Regions from separate parts of the Mus musculus genome. Here all the other regions are linked to region 1. The links are chromatin contacts, called in public HiChIP or PLAC-seq maps. All regions are on one chromosome and are shown on one strand. The core of a region is the stretch at or near the end of the contact, and the rest is flanking DNA. Distances in the headings are between cores, read along the strand shown.

Region 1 (2,773 bases), core at 189-2,688:
TCGAGGCCAACTTGAGCTACAAGAGATGCTGTCTCAAAAAGATGCAAAGTTTTAAAATTTTTTAAAAATGTTTATAAAATCTACTTTAAGTCAGGAAAGTAGGAGATAGAACAAGAGTGATTCAGCCTTCATCCATCTGCCATCCGATGGTTCTCCAATGCCTTCTGGGCAGGTAGAGATGAGAACATAGGAACAGGGAAAAAGTCTCAAATGAAAGCAAAGGGCAAAGATTCTTGTAACTCACAATCCTATCTTTACTTAAATTGCAAATGTTTATAATAACAGTATTACTCAGTTGTGCTTACAGGGAGTGGTTAAAGAATAAACACATTCTACAATTATGAAGATAATTAGGATATCACGAATCCATGTGCTAAATAAAAACCAAAGTTGCTTCATAATGTGCAATGTTTTTCAGCTGCTTGTCGATTGACATGAATAATATAGGCGTCCCAAAGGAGATGGCGCAATGAACGCAGAGAAGGCTGCATCAGGTGGGGAGGCAGAATTCGTAAGGAACCTTGGTCTCCTAGGGATCATTCCACACAAATTAGCCACGTGCACTTTACGTTGGAAGCAATGAGAGACGGCAGACAATGGTACTTTACTATAGGGTTTCAGATATCCGTTTTGATCACGTTAGGGACTCTCCTACATATTGCTTAACACAGCGAAGGAGGATTGGTTGCCACTGTCCACAGACTGGAGTCTCACTGTATTTACTAATACACCTTCCCGCTTGAGTTCTCATACTTGTTATTTCTCATTGGTTTCGTCGTATCACAGCTGAAATTATATTTTGGGGAAGCTTTTATTTTATTTTATTTTTTCACTTTCTACTCTCTATCCTCTTTCTTTAAGGGTCTCCCTGTTTTAAGCACTTGACCTTGTGATTAAAAATACTGCTTTTGTAGTTGTTTAGAGTCCATTTGCTCTTTCGAACTCCAACCAGCATTTCATCCTCCACTGAGGAAGTCAGTGACCGCCTCCGGAGTTGGATGATGCAGGGGTGAGTGTTTATCTCCTGAGCCTGCAAGTATTATCGATAAATTCCAGTTTAACAATGTCAGGCTCAAAACCAAGTTCCTGGTATTCTCATTCATTTTCTCAATTCTGGCAATACTTTGGGAAATACTCATCACTGATACTGCAGACTGGAAAATTAAGGCAAATGTCTGACGGCCCCTCCAGACGCAGTTCTGGGTCAGGGAGCCAGCCCTGTCCCTTTCCCATTGCCGCGGGCTCAGCTCGGTGCAGAATGAATCTGGTTTCTGCAGGGGAAAAGGACACTCCGGGCCGGGGTGCGGCTAGCACTGTGCGGGCGTGGACAGCACTGTGTCCACGCGTTAGAATCCCGGTCCGGGTGTGGAGACTCCCGACCCACCAGCCGAGTCAGGGCACTGAGCATGCTTGGACCAGGCCACGGAGATGCTCCGCCCATTTCCGCACCACGCTATGGCCGCTCTAGGACGCTAAAGGGTTTCTGCTCTCGCTGCTTAGGGCTGGGCCGGCCTCTTTGGGCGGGGTCTGGCCTGGGTCTGTGCGATGCCTTAGACAGTCTTGGTCCTGGGATCTGGTGTGGTGCAGCAGAACACCCTGTCTTGAGATCTTGTTCCTGTACTGGCTACCCCTGCTAAGTGTTGACTTCTAAAAAATAAAATAAAATCTCAGAGAACTTGATCAGTTGTGTCCCTAAAATTCTACCTTTTGCTGCATGGGAAAAACAAAACACACACACACACACACACACACACACACACACACACACACACACACCCCTCTTATTATTTTCAACTGATTTCTTGTATGCCTTGATTTCGGGCTCAGACTCTCGCTGTAGCCGCCTTCATATAGAGAGAGATGTGAAAGCTGCACCTAACCACAGTTTCCTAAGTCGTGGGTAGGGTGTGGGATTGGGGCTTCCGTTTTACCTCTATAGAAACCCAACAGGCTTTCGAGGAGGTAAACATTAGCTCTACTGCCTGCCCAATGGCCTCCTCCGTTAATTCAGAGCTTTATAATTGCATGGCTACGGAAAAGACTGGGGGTGGGGTCAGCATTACAAACTTTAAAGACAGTGCTATTGAACCTGTAGCGTCACCACCAGAGCCTCAAGTATGGTCCAGCCACTCGTCCTCAATAAGCTAATTAAAAGAGCCAAAATAAAAGTGGAAGGCAGGGAAAAAAAAAAAAAAAAAAGATGTATTCAACATGGCCACATTGGGAAGAGGGAAAGAGATCCAGAGAGTTTACCAAGTCCACTTTTGGTCCACCTAGCTTACCAGGTCACAGCGTGACTTCCCACACAATTGAGCTGTCAGTGCTTGAGCTTCAGGCCTATCCTGTAAGGTGGTAGGACAAGTTAATGGAACTGTGTAAAATCAGGTTTCCCTTCTGGCTGGTGCCTTTCCCTTCTTCCAATATGAGATTCCTAGGGAAAAGCCTCTTCTATGCATAGGGATGGTCTATCACTTGATCAGTCAGATAGACTGAAAGACATGATTATTTCTTCAGAACACTGTCTTAGTTAGGATTTCTATTGCTGTGAAGAGACACCATGACCACAGCAACTCAACTCTTAAGAAGGAAAACATTTAACTGGAGCTGGCTTACAGTTCAGAGGTTGAGTTCATTATCGTGGTAGTAGGAAGCACGGTGGCACACAGGTAGCAAGGGATCTGGAAAAGGAGCCAAGAGTTCTACATCCGAAATCCACAGGCAGCGGCGATCCAGAGAGACACTGGGCCTGGCTTGAGCATTTGAAACCTCAAAA
Region 2 (2,773 bases), core at 196-2,695, 190 kb before region 1:
TTCTCTACTCTTCTCTTCTCTTCTCTTCTCTTCTCTTCTCTTCTCTTCTCCTTCTGTGTACCTCAATATTTTGGAAGAAGCTTCAGGGTGGGTGGAAAGCTGGCAAGGATCCTGGGATGGAGGGTCCTTGGTTGTCCCCACCCTGATTGTGGTGGTTTGACTAAAAATGGCCCCCAATAGGCTCATATTCTTGAATGCTTAGTCATCTAGGAGAGAGACTCCTTGAGAAGGATTGGGAGGTGTGTCCTTGTTGGAGGAGGTGTGTCACTGGGGGGTGAGTTTTGGGGTTTCAAAAGCACAAGTTCAGGCCCAGTGTCATTCTCTTCCTGCTACCTGCATATCTGGAAGTAAAACTCTCAGCTCCTTATTCAGTGCCATGTCAGCCTGCATGCCACCATGGACTGAACCTCTGAAACTATAAGCATGTCCTGATTAAATGTTTTCTCTTACGATGGTTGCTGTGGTCATGGCATCTCTTCACGGCAACTGAACAGTGGTTGAAACAGAAGTCTGATCTTCCCTTACTTGCTTATTTCTGCAAAATAAGGTGTGTCCTCTTTCTTCGTTAGACCCTCACACACTTGTGTTCTGTTTTGTGTTGCTCTCAGTGCTATTCCCTAATATTTCCATAGTATTCTGCCCAGCTACATATTCTGCTGCATACTTTACATCATTGTGTCTAACTTTCACAAATGTAGAGTAAACATTCTGTTCCCATTCTACCAGTAAGAGGGGTTAGGCAACTTGCCAAGGCCACATAACAGGTTGAAGGTGATGTCAGGATACAAACCAAGGCTCTCAAAACCCAACACCATCTAGCCATGTCTGTGGGTTCTGAAAATCGCAGAGAAAACATGATTTGTCATCAGTAGGAGAAGGAAGTGTGCATGTTGGAAATATACTCCTCATCTGTCAGATATTTACACGAGACAATGCACTGTGTTAATAGCTGGGTTCTATGTGTTTTCTCTGCCTTTTCTTTCTTCTTCTTTTCTTTTTTTTTTTGGTTTTCTGAGACAGGGTTTCTCTGTGTAGCCCTGGCTGTCCTGGAACTCACTCTGTAGACCAGGCTGTCCTCAAACTCAGAAATCCGCCTGCCTCTGCCTCCCAAGTGCTGTGTGCCACCACTACCCAGCCCACTGACCTTTTAGTTTTGACACTTCTTTTTGTACCTCTCCTCTGTCTAGTAACAAAACAATGGGATTGCTCAAGTACCATTCCTACACCTCCCTCTGAGGCACTGTTGTTGACCATGTCTCAGGAACTTACATCTTCCAAACCTTTCTTCCAAGACTCATAAGTCCAGCTGACTACATCCCATGGTCTTGCTTTTCCCAGGGACTTTTCATATCAAACGTCCTTGGAGCCAAGCTAGTTGGACTACTCACTATTCGTTCGCCTACACTTGGAAGCCCCAGTTCTCTCCAGTGTTCTACATGTTGCAGATGTTGCCTCTTCCTGTTATACAAGCTGGAAATCTGGGAGCAATCTTCCTAATGTCCTCGTCTAGTTCATGACAAATACTATTAGTCTTTTCTGGGCGACTGACCAAGTTTTGTAACTGATCCACCCACCCACATCCATTCCGCATCCGTTACCATTTCTCTTTCCTTTTGCAGCCTAAGTAAATGTTTTTGAAAAGTATAGCTGACTACATCAGCATAATTCCTTCCTTCTTTTCTTAGCCTCAGCTTACACCAAAAATACCCTTACAGTTGTATCAGCCAGAATTACATCAAGAACTTGGCGGGGCTGCTGGAGAAAGGGTTCAGTTGTTAAGAGAACAAACTGTTCTTCCAGAGGACCCGAGTTTAGTTCGTAGTACCCACGTTGGGCAGCTCACAAGTACCAGTAACTCCTTCTCCAGGGTATATGACATCCTCATCTGGCCGCCCTTGGTACTGCAGTCATATGCGCACACTCTTGCCTTGCCCCCTACACACGCAAAGTGTGATGAAAAATAATACGTTTAAACCCTAATTAGAGAAATAGAATTATCAAGTAGAATAACTAGAGGACTTAGTATTAATGTTAATTCTGTTAATAGTGTTAATGAGATACTAGGATCGCCCAATGACTAGATGTATGTGGGCAGGAGATGGCAGCTGTATGCAGATGTTAACCCACAGAGCTGTGGCCAAGATGACCTTTCAGGGAAGGGGCTTGGGAAACACATACTGAGGCCCATTCAACTCACAGGCAGTCTGCTGCTCACTCCATCCTCCACTGGCTTACTCCTCATGGCCGGCTCCGTCTGCTTTCTAACAGCACCCAGGATGACCAGTCCGGAAGTGGCCCCACCCCCAGAGGGCTGGTCCCTCCCACATGACTCCTTAGTTAAGAAGAATTTCTCCAGGCTTGTCCACAGCCTGGCTTTATGGAGGGAATTTCTCAACTGAGGTTCTCTCCTTTTGGATAATTTTAGTTATGTCAGGTTGATATAAAACTAGCCAACACGCAGGGTTCTAGTTGCGTGTACCAGTACAGTAAAACACTACTTTACTACAATCAGACCTCCTCATGTCTGTACTAGTTAACCAATTCCGAATTATCCCTTCTTCCTAAGCCTGACCTAACCAATTCAGGGCTGATTCCGCAGCCCCACCCCTTCATTTCTTCAGCATCTTGCTGCTTCCCTGCAAGCAAGCTGCCTTTCCTGTCTGTGTTCTAATGAGGGGAAAACATCCTAGCTGTTTCTCTTTTTTGAAACAATTAAGCATATGCTGTCATTCTCTATTTTAAAACCACAAAAAAATAATAATAAATTCATGAA
Region 3 (2,773 bases), core at 75-2,574, 170 kb before region 1:
TGGTCAAAGAAGCGTCTAGAGAATCGTCTTCTGGGTAGACTGTTACAACTCTTCAGATCCTACTCTGCTTTGCTGTGGAGTGGAAGTGGAGCGCAGGCACCAGAATAAAAGCTACTTTGGGGCCTGCAAGGTGGCTCCGTGGGTAAAAGCACTCACTGCCAAGGCAGCTGGCCAGAGTTCAATTCCCAGGATCCACGCTATGGAAGGAGAAAAGTGGACTGCCATAAACTGTCCTCTGAACTCCCACACACTCGCCCGCATCCAACACATGCACACAAATAATAAACAAACAAATAAATAAACAAATAAATAAATAAACTTAATGTTAAATTAAAAAAAAAACCATTACCATTGTTAGGAGTTGATTGACACCTTGAAAATTCAACAATGGAGAGTAATCAATGCTTTGCTTCTGATACTTAAATCCTGCTCCAAGCACTGCCTAGATTGTCTCACTAGACTCAGATCTGTGTACCCGTCTCATGTGTTCTAGCGCAACACTTGACTAGAGTATTGTCCAACCAAACAGTTGGCCTCAGTGTACTCCAGAAATATTTCCTGGGAAGTTTCATTCACTTTATTTTGTTCAGATCAAGGCCAAGCACGCTAACCCCTCTTAAACACTGGTGACTTGTCCTGCTGTGATTTTATGTCCCACCTTGATCATGCCATTTGGGGTCCCTCCCCTTCTCACAGGGATCTCTTAAGAGGACTTGGTGGACAGCACAAAAGATGACATTTACTCATTATAAATGTACATTGTAGTTCTTACTGCAGTCAAGTGCCTGTGACAATAATGCCTTAAACTGATTCATGATACATGCCACTAACATGTTCTTCATATTTGTATTACGTATGAAAACATCAAACACTATCTGGGAGATTTTGTTTCTATTCCCTCTTTTTTATTTTTATTTTTCAGTTGTCTGGTGAAGCATGTTCCCCATCCTGCTGTGATATTCTCCCCTGTCCACCCAAGATCCTCTGTTTATTTGTCCTCTCAATCCTTAGGAATTTGGAGACAGGAAGCTTGCTACAGGAGATAGAAGCCACGGGGTATCTACAGTGGTTATTTTTCTTCTTATGAGTGGAATGAAGTTGGGTCTTATCTCTCTGAAGGAACTCATAAATCTCTGGATACAATGAGCTCTAGTCTGGGAAATAAACCAAAAATTTTAATTTGGACTTTTTAAATGCTGCACTTCAGTGGTCCAAAGAAAATAACGAGTCACATATTTTCAAATACTGTAATGTGATTTATATACACCATTGTAATCTGGACACAGACTCAAGACACATGCAATCCCTCTGCTCCCTGGAGGCCCTTAGTGATGACATCACTTGCTAAAAAGTTGACAGGGAGAATCTCGAAGAATGTAGTGGAAAACCCCCAGCTGCATCTGCAATTGGTTATGAAACTCACAAAGATCAGATGTTTGTTATACTAGGAAAGATGACTACATCTTTGTGGGATTTGAGAGACTCTCTTGCTGTTACCACAAAAGATGTTAGGTCCTGCTCTGTCTACTTAAAGGCCCAGACTTTGAAATTTAGTAACAAGGGTCTAAGCTTGGGGACTTACCACTACCTTTCTGGCAAGAGTAGGGGCTAAAGTATATAGTGATAAAGGGGAAAATCCTACCCCTTGCCGCTAACCAACTCCCTTCACTCTCACAGTGAAGAGATTAGTGAAACTGAAGAAGATCTGTTCAAAGCAGATTTCGGCAGGCAGGCCATCTATGGAGACCATACAGCATAGAGAGAAGATCCCTATGTGCTGTTGTTCCCTGTGTTGGGTCTAGAGCCTTGACCACTATGTGCATTGAGAACCTGGGAAAGTTTCAAGAGGTGCCAGGGGTGCCAGAGAGAATGGCCTCGTCCCTCACTGGATGTTTTGTTCTGGAGAGCTGGCTCCATCTCTCATTGCTGGCGGCTCTCGGGAGAATGGGCCCTGAGCCTCGCCAGTCAGCACAGTAGAGCTGGCCCTGGTGGAGGGATTGCAGGTGAACCAGCCCCAAGGGTGAGGGCACTTGTCTGCGGTGAGATGGCATGGGTGCGTTGTGATGCTCTTTCCCCTCCCCCTCACCGTGACCTGTAGTAACTGGGAGGGCTGGCCCCGGGGTCACTAGAGAGGACGTCTATCCAGCGCTGCCCCATCACTGGCTGTGGGACTTGGGAGAGTGGGCCCTGCACAGATGACGGACAGGCCCAGCTGGATTAACCCTTGTACTTTGAGAAGGTTGAATGTTAGGCGTCCACCTGAAGATAAGGGCAGATTTTTGAGCAGGAGAAATGAGCTCTCCCTAATGGAACTGTTCAAGGTTACCTTAACAGTCCCCTTCTGAAAAGATAACTCTAGTACCATCTATGAAGTAGACTGAACTTGGGGAATAGATATATTTCTACTTGAAAATCCAGGGATTGATTCCTGAAGCTGTTCACCAGAAGGGACTAGTATGAAATTGGAGTTTCCATCAAACCTTCATGTATAGTCCCCAGGTAAGTATGCTAACTTTGAAGGATTTAAAAATATTTAAAAAGAACCAATCCCTCCACTCCCCAGACTAGTGCTTTTCTTGCCAACTGAGGCTATAGGTACAGAGAACCTATTATTTACTTTATGGAAGCCCAACTTGTCAATAAAAAAGACTATGGCCAATGAGCTGAGACAGGAAATAGGAGATGGAACATGAGAGAGAGAGAGAGAGAGAGAGAGAGAGAGAGAGAGAGAGAAGGGGGAGGGGAGGGGGGAGAGGGTGGAGGGGGAGAGGGA

What was found. HiChIP or PLAC-seq counts read pairs in DNA pulled down with a chosen protein or histone mark.
Region 2: a contact with region 1 is called in a CTCF HiChIP or PLAC-seq map of the NIH/3T3 cell line, with 11 read pairs. The contact joins two enhancer-like sites. A contact is called at or near these places in 1 of 15 datasets of contacts at CTCF or cohesin (the NIH/3T3 cell line) and 1 of 115 datasets of contacts at active chromatin or transcription factors (fibro-adipogenic progenitors).
Region 3: a CTCF HiChIP or PLAC-seq map of the NIH/3T3 cell line shows a contact between it and region 1, with 9 read pairs. The contact joins two enhancer-like sites. A contact is called at or near these places in 1 of 15 datasets of contacts at CTCF or cohesin (the NIH/3T3 cell line), 2 of 484 Hi-C or Micro-C datasets (granulosa cells and nephron progenitors) and 1 of 115 datasets of contacts at active chromatin or transcription factors (embryonic stem cells).

The regions. Positions count from the first base shown.
Region 1 is chr17:63,848,318-63,851,090 of GRCm38.p6, forward strand. No RefSeq gene overlaps it. Among named protein-coding and RNA genes, the nearest start is that of Fer, 14 kb to the right of the region's middle. Within about 2 kb of position 1,439, at least 303 of the 459 cell types and tissues checked have an H3K27ac peak or open chromatin away from gene starts, as enhancers often do. A contact at or near this core is called in the NIH/3T3 cell line, fibro-adipogenic progenitors and granulosa cells, where this site is marked.
Region 2 is chr17:63,659,541-63,662,313 of GRCm38.p6, forward strand. No RefSeq gene overlaps it. Among named protein-coding and RNA genes, the nearest start is that of Fbxl17, 160 kb to the left of the region's middle. Within about 2 kb of position 1,446, at least 75 of the 459 cell types and tissues checked have an H3K27ac peak or open chromatin away from gene starts, as enhancers often do. A contact at or near this core is called in the NIH/3T3 cell line and fibro-adipogenic progenitors, where this site is marked.
Region 3 is chr17:63,677,112-63,679,884 of GRCm38.p6, forward strand. No RefSeq gene overlaps it. Among named protein-coding and RNA genes, the nearest start is that of Fbxl17, 180 kb to the left of the region's middle. Within about 2 kb of position 1,325, at least 51 of the 459 cell types and tissues checked have an H3K27ac peak or open chromatin away from gene starts, as enhancers often do. A contact at or near this core is called in the NIH/3T3 cell line and granulosa cells, where this site is marked.